2 separate regions of the Pan troglodytes genome follow, and region 1 is linked to region 2. A link is a contact called in public HiChIP or PLAC-seq data. All regions are on one chromosome and are shown on one strand. The core of a region is the stretch at or near the end of the contact, and the rest is flanking DNA. Distances in the headings are between cores, read along the strand shown.

Region 1 (5,743 bases), core at 3,060-5,559, 170 kb before region 2:
CCCTTCACCTGGCTGGTCCCCAGGCCAGGGGTCCACAGCCCTGCTCCCTTCTCAGCAAGGAGGGCGGCCTGTCTGACAGTGCAGTTGAACCTTTGCTCCCTACTCCTGCAACTTTTGAAGACTTCAGGCTAATCAAAATTACTTATAATTAGAATCAAGTGCCTTTATTCTTGTTTTTTATTTTTATTTTATTTTATTTATTTATTTTTTTAGATGGAGTTTTGCCCTTGTTGCCCAGGCTGGAGTGCAATGGCATGATCTCAGCTCACTGCAACCTCTGCCTCCCGGGTTCAAGCGATTCTCCTGCCTCAGCCTCCTGGGTAGCTGGGATTGCAGGCATCTGCCACCACGCCCGGCTAATTTTGTGTGTGTGTATATGTGTGTGTGTGTGTGTATGTATATATCTTTTTTTTTTTTTTTAGTAGAGATGGTGTTTCACCATATTGGCCAGGCTGGTCTCAAACTCCTGAACTCATGTGATCCGCCTGCCTCGGCCCCCCAAAGTGCTGGGATTACAGGCATGAGCCACCACACCCAGCCTATTCTTGGTATTCTTTATTCTTGGTTTTCTAGCCTTTAGAAAAAAAAAATCTAGTCTTGGTAAAGAAAATGTTCATTTTAATCAAGCTCCAGTACAGCTTGTGTCAAGACCTAGTAAGACCACCTTTAATGTGTTCCTGGATATGACATTAAAAACTAACTTGAAAATTGTTAGGATATTTCCTTGTTCCCTACTTTTATTGTAAAATCTACTACATTCTTAAGAATTAAAAAATGCCATTTCAGAAGAGATGATAGTTTTATCTTGCCAAGGAATTATCTTCTTAGTAGCCTATATTGACTTATTCCAAAAAAGGCATTAACCTCCATCAAAACATCTTCTGCGCCTCTCTCTCAGCATATGCTTTGATATTTGAAGTGTGTAATAGATTGGAGCTATCAGTCACTTATTTCTAAAAAATGTATTCTTTTTTCTTCATAGCCGTGAAGAGGGATACCAAGGAAAATTCTTTCTGCTATCTTTCTCTTTGGTAATGCTTATCTTATGAACACTCAACTGAAAAAACACTCCACCTAAAAGTAGGAAAGATGGCAATTCTAAATAGCAGCTATTATCCCCGGGTATAAACTATTTTTGTTGTTGGCTTGGGGCTGTGCTGCAGGTATTAATAGTTTAAAAAGAAAAAAAAAAAAAAAAACCCTAAGCAAATCTGCCACCTCTGGGAAGTGCCTTTTAAAATGCAAATAGAAAGTGAACTCTCCCCTGATGCCTGGATCTGCCCCCTTCCTTTCCCTTGCTAAGCCTCTGTTTGCAGGAGCTACTCCTGAGGTATGGAAATGGTCTTTGCAACTGAAGGACTTTTCCAACTGAAGCAACAGATGTAGCCAAAGTGGCTGTGCTAGGGTTGTGCAGAGCTGGGCTCAGGGGACAAGAAAGGAGAGACTTGGAGCCAGAGAGACCTGGGTCACATCCTGGCACAGGCCTGCCTTTCTCAGCTATAAGATGAAATAAGAACTCCTTTCATTAAGGGAGATTTTGTAAAGTGCCTGGTGCTTAGTAAGTGCTCAAGAAATATTATATTTCAGATTCATTGAGTTAAGTAGGTTTTTGAGGTAGCATCCTTTTTTTTTTTTTTTTGAGATGGAGTCTCTGGTTCTGTTGCCCAGGCTGGAGTGCAGTGGTGTGATACTGGCTCACTGCAACCTGTCTCCTGGGTTCAAGCTATTCTCCTGCCTCAGCCTCCCGTGTAGGTGGGATTACAGGTGCATACCACGCCTGGTTAATTTTTGTATTTTCGGTAGAGACGGGGTTCTCACCATGTTGGCCATCCTGGTCTTGAACTTCTGACCCCAAATGATCTGCCTGCCTTGGCCTCCCAAAGTGTTGGGATTACAGGCATGAGCCACTGTGCCCAGCCTTGAGGTAGCATACTTTCTGAAATAAAAAAGTAGATTATGTCCCAAGCAGTTGACCTAAAAACTGCCTTGGACTGACATTTGTTAGGTGGTCTAAGATGTTCTCTTCACGCTTTGCAAAAAAATGAGCTTTTTTGGAGTTTAAATTAAGCATCCCTCTGGTGTGTTTGGTTTTTTAACCACCAAAAATTTAACAAATTTGATAACCTGTCACGTGTAAGTTCAGAAAGCACTTTGGTCTTAATTGGTGACTTGGGGGTTATTTGATATAAATATAGGTTGTTTTTCTAAAAATTATTGCCAGTATCCTCCAAATAATTGCCCCTTCAAATGTTTCATCTAAAGGTGACAGCTTGTGGGCAGAACCATGCACAGGAAGTGCCTGCCAGTGAGTGTTAGGAGATGTAGGTGGAGTCTGTGATAGCCAACCAAAAGCTATCCCCTTCTCGCCCAGAAAAGCCACGTGCTTTGCTGGACGCTACTTGAAATCTGAACATATGTAGTAAAATTAGACACTTTTGTCACTTTAATTTTTAGATTATCTCAAGTTTTCACTAGATTTCAATGTGCCACTTGTGCTATGAGTCTTTAAGAAGCTTTAAAAAATAAATGCACACCTGTAGCCTTTTACCATTCAGACAGGTAGATTATATTTACCTGTCATGAGGGACCATGTATGGTTGACAGTTGCAGGTTTGATTAAATCCACTATATTGCACAAATTTTGCTGGAAATAATTTCCTGCCCTGCCAAGAGCTCTATGGTAGTTTGATAATAAACTACTACCCCAGTATTCTTAGGAACTGTGTTACTAAGTCTTTTCTGCCTGATTTGTACTTTATTTCCATAGACCCCTCAGATATGTGAGGAATCAAGCCATAAATGTGCATTTGCTGGACATTATGTACCATGTCATCTCTATGACTACAGATTTCAAGGATAGTTTTTACATCTAACAATTTCACTGTAACAGTGACCGATAATGTGAAAAATGTGCTTTATACAGTGCTGCTGGTGGGTAGACAAGTGCTTGCTGCAGTTGTTTCTGAATCTAGCCAGATGCTGGAGTCGTGAAGCTGTAAGCTCCGCGGGAGCAGGGACCATCTCTCTTTCTTGCACTACAGGCACTCAATAAATACTCGTGGCTGTGAACTGGCGTGTGGCCTTTGTGTGTTTATTTCCGCTAGCTGGCTGCAGGAGCGGGTTGTTGGTGATTTTAAGTCCCAGGCATAGAGAAGTCCTTGAGTTATGGGTTAAGGGGCGTCCATCCAGGAGCACAGTTCCCGTTGGGACTCTGTGGGTTCGGCAGATCTTTCTGGATGGATCCTAGGGCACCTCTTGGTGGAGGGAAGGAGCTGAAGCGTTCTAGGTGATGATGGTACGCCTTGGTCCTCCTCTGCGTGGTCATGGTCAGGGGCACCTGGAGGCGAGTCGGGAACGATGGCCTTCCTGGCCCGTTCAGTTGGGTTCTGCCGTGACCCCAGGAGGTGAGCAGCTGTCAGGGGCTCGGCCTCCCCGGCTTCATCTGGAGTCATCTAGGCCGCCTTAATTTTAGCTTGTCCTCTCCCCTCCAGGGGAGCACCGCCGTCTCCTCAGCCTTATAAGGTGACAAGTAGGGATGGGTCACACATCACTAAGTTTTAGGTGTGCCCTCTTTAGTTCCATGACTTCAGATTTTGCCAAACAAGTCCACCCTGGCTCAACCTAACAAACACCTCATGTTTTTAAGGAATGTCACCAGGCGCTCCCCCACCGGGGGCTCTTCCCATTGGAGAGCCCTGTCGTGCCAGATCATCCGGATTAAACTGTTCGTGATCCTCTTCCAGTTACTCCCTGAGGTGGGGACCGGGACGGCTGCGCTCCCGGCTCTGCCGTTCCCTGGGCCGCGGCCCGGGCGTCCTGAGGGGAGAGCGCGGACCCACCGTGTGGCGAGCACCGCGCCCGGGGCTGGGCTTCGGTGAGCTGCCCGCTGCGCTCTGCCCTCCCTGGTTTACCATTTCTCTCCTAAGAAACTTCATTTTTTAAAATGAGGCTGTTTTGAGAGTCACAGTGGCCGCAAGTCGGCCGGTTCCCGCCCCCGAGTGCGCTCGGCTGCTGCGGACGGTGGGCGAGGAGCCCGGGGCGGGGATCCGCGCCGCCGCCCCCGAGTCCAGTCCCGGGCCCTGAGGACACGGGCGAGCCGGGGAGGAGCGGGGTCGCCGCGGCAGGGCTGAGGAACCAGGCGGGCTGCCCAAGTCGGAGAGGTTTCTTCCGGCGGAGGCGGCGGGGCCGGGCCGACACTCCGCAGGGACGCGCCCCCGCCGCCGCCGCCGCCGCCGCCGCTCCCCCGCGCGGCCTGAGGAGGCGCCGCCGCCACTGAGGGAATGCGAGCCCGGCCCGGCGCGCGCGGGCAGCAGCGGCCGCTGGGGTGCGCGGGGCACCGCGGCGCCGCGGCGTAGAGCTGTCCAGCCGGCCCCGGCCGCCCGCCCGGCGCTTCCTTCTCAGCTCGCGGCCGCCTCAGCGAGAGCCGCCCGCCAGCACGTGCGCCGCCGCCGCCGCCCGCCTGCGACGCTCGGGAGCAATGCCCGCCGGGGCTCTGCCGCTCGCCCGGGGCCAGCAGGCGGCGGGGGCGCGCGGGGCGCAGCCGGCCGGGCCGGGGCCGCGGGGCGGGCGCTCCCCGTGAGGCGGCGTGAGGTGGCGGCGGCCCAGCCGGGGCCCCGAAGAGGACAGAACCCGCGGCCGCGCCGAGCGGGGTGAGTGCGTCCGGGCGGCCGCTCCGCAGGCCCGCGGTGAGTCCCGCAGTGCCGGGCGCTGGCCGGGGACCTGGGGATCTGGGCGGCGGCTCCCAGAGAGGCCCCGGCCCGCCCGCCCGCCCGCCCGCCGAGCCGCGGGGGCTGGAGGAGGGAGCGGAGACCCGGGCAGGGAGGAGGGTGTGGCGTGCGGGAACCCCGCTCGGGAGACCGCCCGAGCCTGGCCTCAGTGAGTCGCCGGCCCTGGATCCGTGCCCGAAACGCTGATTTCCGAATTTCCGTCGGTCGCGACCGCGTGGGGGACCCCCGCCAGGGACAAGTGTCATAGCGGTCGGGGGGCAGGCGTGGGCAGTGCCGGTGCCAGGGCGAGGAAGGGGCTATCGGGAGGAAGCGGAGGTGAGCCCCCGGCCCGCCTTCTCTGCTTCCCGCCTCCAGCTGACCGTCCCCAGGCCCGGGCCGTGGCCTCTGCTTGTCGGGGGCCCAGGGTTGGGGTGTGGCCCGTCTCCATCCTCAGTGCCCCCTTCGTGTGGTAATGGGGTGCCGGCTCTGTCTTCTTCCAACCCCGAATCCTTTCTTATCCGTGGCAGGGCTGATCGGGGGGCCTTGGGGAGAGGGAAAGTTCAGTGTCCCCCGCCCCAGTGTGCACTGTCTCCCCGCAAGAAATCCCAAACGGCCACTCCAGGTGAACATAGTGCGCGCGGTGCAAATGTCATTTCAAGGCAAGTCCTCCAGGCTTGTCCCCTTTCCACCGACTTGCTCCTGCAGAGACATCCTGCACTCCTCTCCCTCCCTCTGAAGTGTGGGCTGGGTGCCTCTCCAAACACCCCGGCCTACCTGCCTCCCCCACCCAGAGTCTGGATTCTTCAAAGGAGACCTCACTGGAACATCTGTCTTTGTCCACAACCAGCTCTCTCCCCGGCCCCCATCTGGGAGTGACCAGAGCTGCTAGGATAGACCCCCCACTTCTGGAGGGAAGGCAGTAAGTGCTCCCCTTCATCTGAATCTCCCCTAACATCCATCCCCCAGACTCCTCTCTGCTCTGAACTCCCACTGCCTGCTATCTGTATCTCCTGTGTAACTCTTATCACCGTCTGCCT
Region 2 (5,704 bases), core at 1,288-3,787:
AGCTCGCATCTGGAAGGCCAGGCCGTCCCCTCGGGTGGCTTGCTGGGGAAGAAAGCACACAGGAGGAGGGGTACATCACAAACAGAGCTGGGGGCAGATGGCAGGCAGAGGGGCCACACCCACCTTGTTGATCTCTCTGTGTCGTTCTTTGGTTACGATTTCCTCTAGGACCTCGCCATCTCCCTTAATAAGCCTGGGGGTGGGAGGGTCTCCGTTCAGCAAGGAATAGGCAGGTCCCCTAATGCCAGAGGAGCAGAACCACAAGCAGCCGGCAGAGGGGTCCCAGGGCTCCCGCCCCGCAGCCTTGAGTGGACAGACCCTGGGGCCTCACCCACTCTCCCTGATGAAGGCAGTGGAGCTGGGCTCTGCCTTGCCAGCCTCAGCCCCGCCAACAACAGCCCTTTCAAGAGCCTCCTCCAGGCCCTTCCACCCCTGCAACTACTTACTCCAAGTGACCTTATTTTTGCCCACATTTGGCCTTTTTCAGGCACCAGGAACCCCGCCCGGCCCCACTCCTCCCGAGAGCACACATCTTCAGCCAACACTCCCAGATCCTGTGGTGTAAGTCAGGCCGAAAGCTCCCCACCTGGTGCGCCCCGTCTCGGGGTCCACCACCTTGCGGATGATGCTCTGCCGGGCATCCCACTCCTCCTTGGTCATGGGCTTCATGGCCTGGATTCGGGACTTCTGCTCATCCGTCAGGACTGGAAGGGAAGACGGAGGTGGTGGCCAGGCCTTGGGAAGCGACCTTCTCCCCCCCAGGTGCTGGGCAGCACAATACCTGGGCCATCCTCTTCCTCCCCAGCTGATCGGTGCCACTGGTCCAGCGAGGGGCCCGGCAGAGCCTCCACCTGCTGTGCTTCCGCCTTCTCCTTGCTCTTCTTCTTCAGCTTCTTCCTCTTCTTCTTCTTCTTCCTCCTCTTGTCCTTGTACTTCCCCCGCTTCTTCCGGCCATCACTGGAGGAAGAGGAGGAGGACGAGGAGGAAGAAGAGGAGCTAGGAGAACTGGAAGAAGAGGAGGAGGAGCTGGATCTTGGTCTCCTCCGGGCCTTCTGCTTGCTTCTCTCTGTGATGCAGGGAGAAGGTGAGGCTGGAAGGCCAGGAGAGGAAGAGGTAAACCTTCGTCCCCTGCTCTGGCCTGGGGCAGGCACAGACCGTCTACAGGGTGAGCGCTTCCTGAGGAGCTTTCCAGAACAGAGATGGAGCTTCCCAGAAGAGCCCCTTCCTGGCTCCTGCGGCGCCTGGCCCTCACATCTCAGGCCCGGCTGCACAGAGGCATGACTGAGCGTCCCCGACCACTGCTCGCCCGACTTCCCCGGGGAGTAACTGCGCCTCCTCTCCCCGATGCCTGTGGTCCTCACCCTCCGCCCCAGGGGCCGTGCTGGCCTTGCGACCTTGGGATGTGGAGGCCGAGCAGTTCCTCGAGGCGTCCTTCCTGCTCTTCTTCTTTCTCTTTTCCGACCCCCGTCCCCGGGACCGGCTGCGACTCCTCGAGCGCTTGCGGGAGCCGACGTGAGCCATGGCGCCGCGGGCTGGCGACGGAGAAGACGCGCTTGAGCCGAAGCCCCCAAGGCCGGCCGCGGGCGGGCTCCAAGGGTGGCTCTAGCGGGGCCGGGGCCTGGCGACGCCCAGTACCCGTCACCGTCCCGGGAAAATGAGCGACCCTCACCCACCCCCAGCGCTGGGGACCCCGGTTTTCTCCGCCGACTCCAGTCCCCGCAGCGGTGCCTGTTAAGGGCCCGCCCCCTGCCCGGAGGCCCCACGCCTGCGCACCCGGCTCCAAACCCCTGGGAACTGGCCGCCGTCCGCCGCGAGTGGCGTCTGGGGCGCTTTCCCGCGCTCTCCTACCCTCCAGCCCCGCGCCCTTCGCGGCCTCAACGCCTCAAGGGGGCCCCCGGGGCTGCTCCGTTCCCACCTCGACCGCCCTGCGGGCCGGACAGCCCGCCCCGCGCCTTCTCGAGAGGAAGCGGCGGCGAGGAGGCTTCCGGCCGGGGCGCTGCGCGGGAGGCTGTCCGGCTGGGAAGCGCGGCGCCGCTGCCTTTCGTTCTGACGCCCCAGGTTCCGTCCCGGGCGCGCCCACCTCCCGCAGAGGCAAGCAGGGGCGCCGGCCCTCGAGCTCCGCAGCCCCTCACGCCTGTGTCTGCCGAAGCTGCGCCCGCTTCCAAGGCTGCCCTCTCGGCGCACGCCCGCAGCACCCACGCCCCCGGTGCCCTGGGAAGAAGGCGACCCTCGCGCGCGCCGCCCTCCTTCCCGGCTGGTCCTGCCCTCTCCATACGACTGCGAGCTCCAGACTGAGGCGCCCTGGTCTTTCCGACGCGCCCACCCAGTGACTCAGAGGTCGCAAACTCGTGTCCGTAGGGGCCAGAAAGATCTTGGCAGTGAGCGCGGGCATGGACCCCAGGCCCATCCGGAAGGAAGCCGGGATTCTGCTCCAGCTGATCCGTGCAACGTGGCATGGGGCTGGTGCCCCACCTTCCCAGGGAGACCAAACTCAAGACTGCAATATGGAAGCCCCCTGACTTTCAAATGTGTAACCCAAAGCGTGGCTGTGCGCTTCATCCAATCTCGGGCCCCCAAGTTGCAACTCTTCCACAATGACAGCCGCAAACACAAAGGGATCTTGGAAAGCACTTTATATACGTCAGCGCATTTGACTCCCAAAACAGCTCTAGGAGGCAGGTGCTAAATGAGGAAACGAAGGCACCAAAAGGTGAAGGCTCACCTAAAGCCACACAGCTGGAAGTGGCAGAAGCAGAATGGGAACCCGGGCAGCCTGGTTCCCGGCCCTGCCATTCACCCCTCTGCCATCTAGAAGATGCTACTGGTGGCCCACCCGAGTCCACTGGGGGTGATGCCTGCTGCTGAGGGTTCACATCTGTGCTCTCTGGAGGCTTCCCTTGGCTACTGGAAGGCACCCTGCCCTGGAGATAAGTGTCTGGGAAGTTATTCACTCCTCTCTGGCCCCCTCATCCAGGAGCCAGTAACCGGTGGTGTGGGCACACTGTGGTACTGTGGGCTCTGCCTGGAGCTCTCCGTGGGGCCAGCTGAGGCTGGACGTCCTCTGAAGCCACTTCCTTGCCCAGCTGCTCCCTCCCCTCCCCTGCTTCCCTGACTCCCTCGCTGAAGCCCCATTCCAGACTCTGCTTCTGACAAACCTGAACTAAGGCAGCATCTTTGCCCATAGAATGACCCAGAAGCTGGCACACCCTTGAGCCAAGAAGTGCAGTAGGCTGCGGGGATTTTATTTCTGCCCCCAGACCAAGGCAACGGAGCCCTCACCTGCCTGCCACCCCCACACTGGGCCCAAGCAAGCTCAGGTGAGCGCACATACATCCACCGTGGCGGGCTCCTCTCGGGTGAAGCCATCACCGAAGCCCTCATCGTCCACCAGGTCGGGCTCACGGCAGCACATGGGACAGAGGCTGTTGCGCACAGCAGAGGCTCGGAGCCAGACGACAAGGTTCCAACGCTCACCAGTGCCCAAGGGCCGGGCTCCATGCAGCTGGCCGCCACGGTGGAGGACACCCTGGCCCACCACGTGCTCCACCTCCAGGGGCTCCGTCAGGGCTGTGGGTGCCTGCAGATGGCACGACTCAGGCCTGGGCACTCACAGCTGCCCCAGGCCCTGCCGCATGGGTCACACACTCACCTGGAAGAGGCCCCCAAAATACAGGGCGCCCCCCGTGAAGACCTTGCCCAAGGCCACATTGAGGGTAAGCTCAGCATTATCATAGTGGCAGCCCAGCTCCAGGTCCTGGCCCGGCGCGTATTTGACCACAAAGGCCCGGTGGCTGTCGAGCCGGCCCCCGCCACAGTCAGGGTACAGCAGGGCCATCAGCGGCTGCAGGAAGCGCTCCCGCAGTGGTGTCATCAGCGGCTCGTCCAGCCCGAGCTCGTGCAGCAGCACCTGGGAGGGGATTCCTGGGGTCAGCAAGGAAACTAGAGGGCTGCAACCCTGGGCTTCCACTCCACGGTGATCCCACTGTGACCTTCTTTCGCAGCCCGGGCAGGCAGCCCATCTGCAGAACCTCTGACACTGCCTCCTGACCCCAGCCACCCCCTCCTCTGCCACGGGCCAGGCCTCACCCACCCCGTAGTTGTTCATGGTGTTGGGCCTCCCCTTAGGCATGTCCGACTGCTCGAAGTGCTCCAGCTCTTCCAGCAGGGCCTGGCAGAAGGGCGCTGTGAACACAGGCACCCGGTAGATGCGCTTCTCCTCTGTGGAAGGAGGGATGGTCTGTTGGCCTGAATGTGGCCGTGGGCCTGCCAGGCCTGGGCTTCAGTCTTCCTGTTTCATCACCTGTGCCATGGGGATGAGGCCTTTGCTTTTCAGGGCTATTGTGATGACTTAAGGAAGTAACATGAGGAGCAGGGGAGGCCGATTCCCATGCCCCCCACTTATGCCCGGAACCTTTCCCCAGACTACAAGTGTCCACAGGGCTGGCCCTGGGAGCTCACATATGGGTCCTGAGGCCCAGAGAGGGGAAGGAAGTAGCCCAGGGACACCCAGCAGGCCAGTGACAGCCAAGTCGGGATCACAGAGCCAACTTCAGGCTCTCTCTGCACCTCCTTTCATCTGATGAGCCACCGAAGTCTGTACCCCAACTCAGAAGTGGCTCTGGGAGCCTCTGTCCCCCAGCAGGAAGGCCAGAAGGGGCTGTTCTTTCTTGCTGGGCCCTGAGGGGGAAGAAGCCAGGCTGAGAATGGAAACCTAAACATTTCTTGGCGGACGCACCAATGCCCAGGGGTGCAGGGCTAGTGTGCCCACGATGGGGCCACCTCGCAGCCTAGGCCCTGCCCCAGCCAACAGCCTCAGCACTATCTCAGCTGCCGGGGAGTGGAAGGCAATGAGGAGAGCACCCCCAGGCTGGGAGGAGGGGGATTCATTCCACCCATGACCCCCAACAAAGCACAGGCTCCATGAGGGGAAACTTGTATCTGCCTCCCACAGGAGCCCCTAGCCCAGGCTATCAGTGCCAATAAGAATAGGAAACACTTTCCAAACACTACGTGCGGGCCCTGTGACAGGCACTCTATGCAGATTAACTCACTTGATCGTCACAGTGCCTTAAGAGAGGGGGTTACTGTTGCTCCCATTTTACAGATAAGGAAACTGAATCAGAGGTTAAACAACACGCAAACCTCCCTTGCCCAGCATTTCCTGCTGGGTTTAGCCAATAAGTGAGCCCAGCAGGAAATCTGAAGAGAAGTGGGGCATTTCTTGCCCTACTTGGAGTTTGGCATGGCTGCAGGCCTCCGCCCAGAGCCACAACTCCAGGTGGTAACTGCTCCCTCCTGTTGCCAGCCCTGGGGGGCCGGGCTTTGCCATTCCTTACTGGTCCCTTTATCCTGCCCATACCTGTCTCAATGGTCCCTTTAAGATCTTGGATCAGCCCTGTTTGAGTGTGCCAGCTGTCCCACACATGACACAAATATCCACTATTTGCTGGATGAGGGCACGAAGGAAGGGTGAAGGAAAGAATGAAGATACCAGGCTCATGGCAGGTATTGAATGAATGAATGCGGATGTCCTGCTCCTGGCAGGTTGGTCCCACTGACCCTTCCAGCTCCTGCTGGTTTGGTTTTTGGAGGCAGAGATGGTGGCTGGAGGGACCCCAGCATCCCACACCCAGGTTTCCCAGGCTGCCATTCCCTGGTCCTGCCAGGTCTCAGGGCCAGGACCTCACCCGATACTGTCTCCAGC

What was found. HiChIP or PLAC-seq counts read pairs in DNA pulled down with a chosen protein or histone mark.
Region 1: an H3K4me3 HiChIP or PLAC-seq map of stem cell-derived excitatory neurons shows a contact between it and region 2, with 10 times the contacts expected there. The contact joins the promoter of PITPNM2 here to the promoter of ARL6IP4 in region 2. A contact is called at or near these places in 1 of 7 Hi-C or Micro-C datasets (stem cell-derived neural progenitor cells) and 1 of 1 datasets of contacts at active chromatin or transcription factors (stem cell-derived excitatory neurons).

What each region holds. Positions count from the first base shown.
Region 1 is chr10:129,990,501-129,996,243 of NHGRI_mPanTro3-v2.0_pri, reverse strand. It overlaps PITPNM2 (phosphatidylinositol transfer protein membrane associated 2), which reads left to right and starts at 4,309. Exons shown (of 25, transcript XM_054663755.2): 1 at 4,309-4,685.
Region 2 is chr10:129,820,851-129,826,554 of NHGRI_mPanTro3-v2.0_pri, reverse strand. It overlaps ARL6IP4 (ADP ribosylation factor like GTPase 6 interacting protein 4), which reads right to left and starts at 2,537. Exons shown (of 6, transcript XM_009426495.4): 1 at 1,916-2,537; 2 at 1,395-1,532; 3 at 782-1,090; 4 at 587-704; 5 at 124-193; 6 at 1-42. The coding sequence starts at 2,456. It overlaps OGFOD2 (2-oxoglutarate and iron dependent oxygenase domain containing 2), which reads right to left. Exons shown (of 8, transcript XM_063785224.1): 5 at 5,688-5,704; 6 at 4,091-4,218; 7 at 3,650-3,907; 8 at 2,619-3,577. The coding sequence ends at 3,314.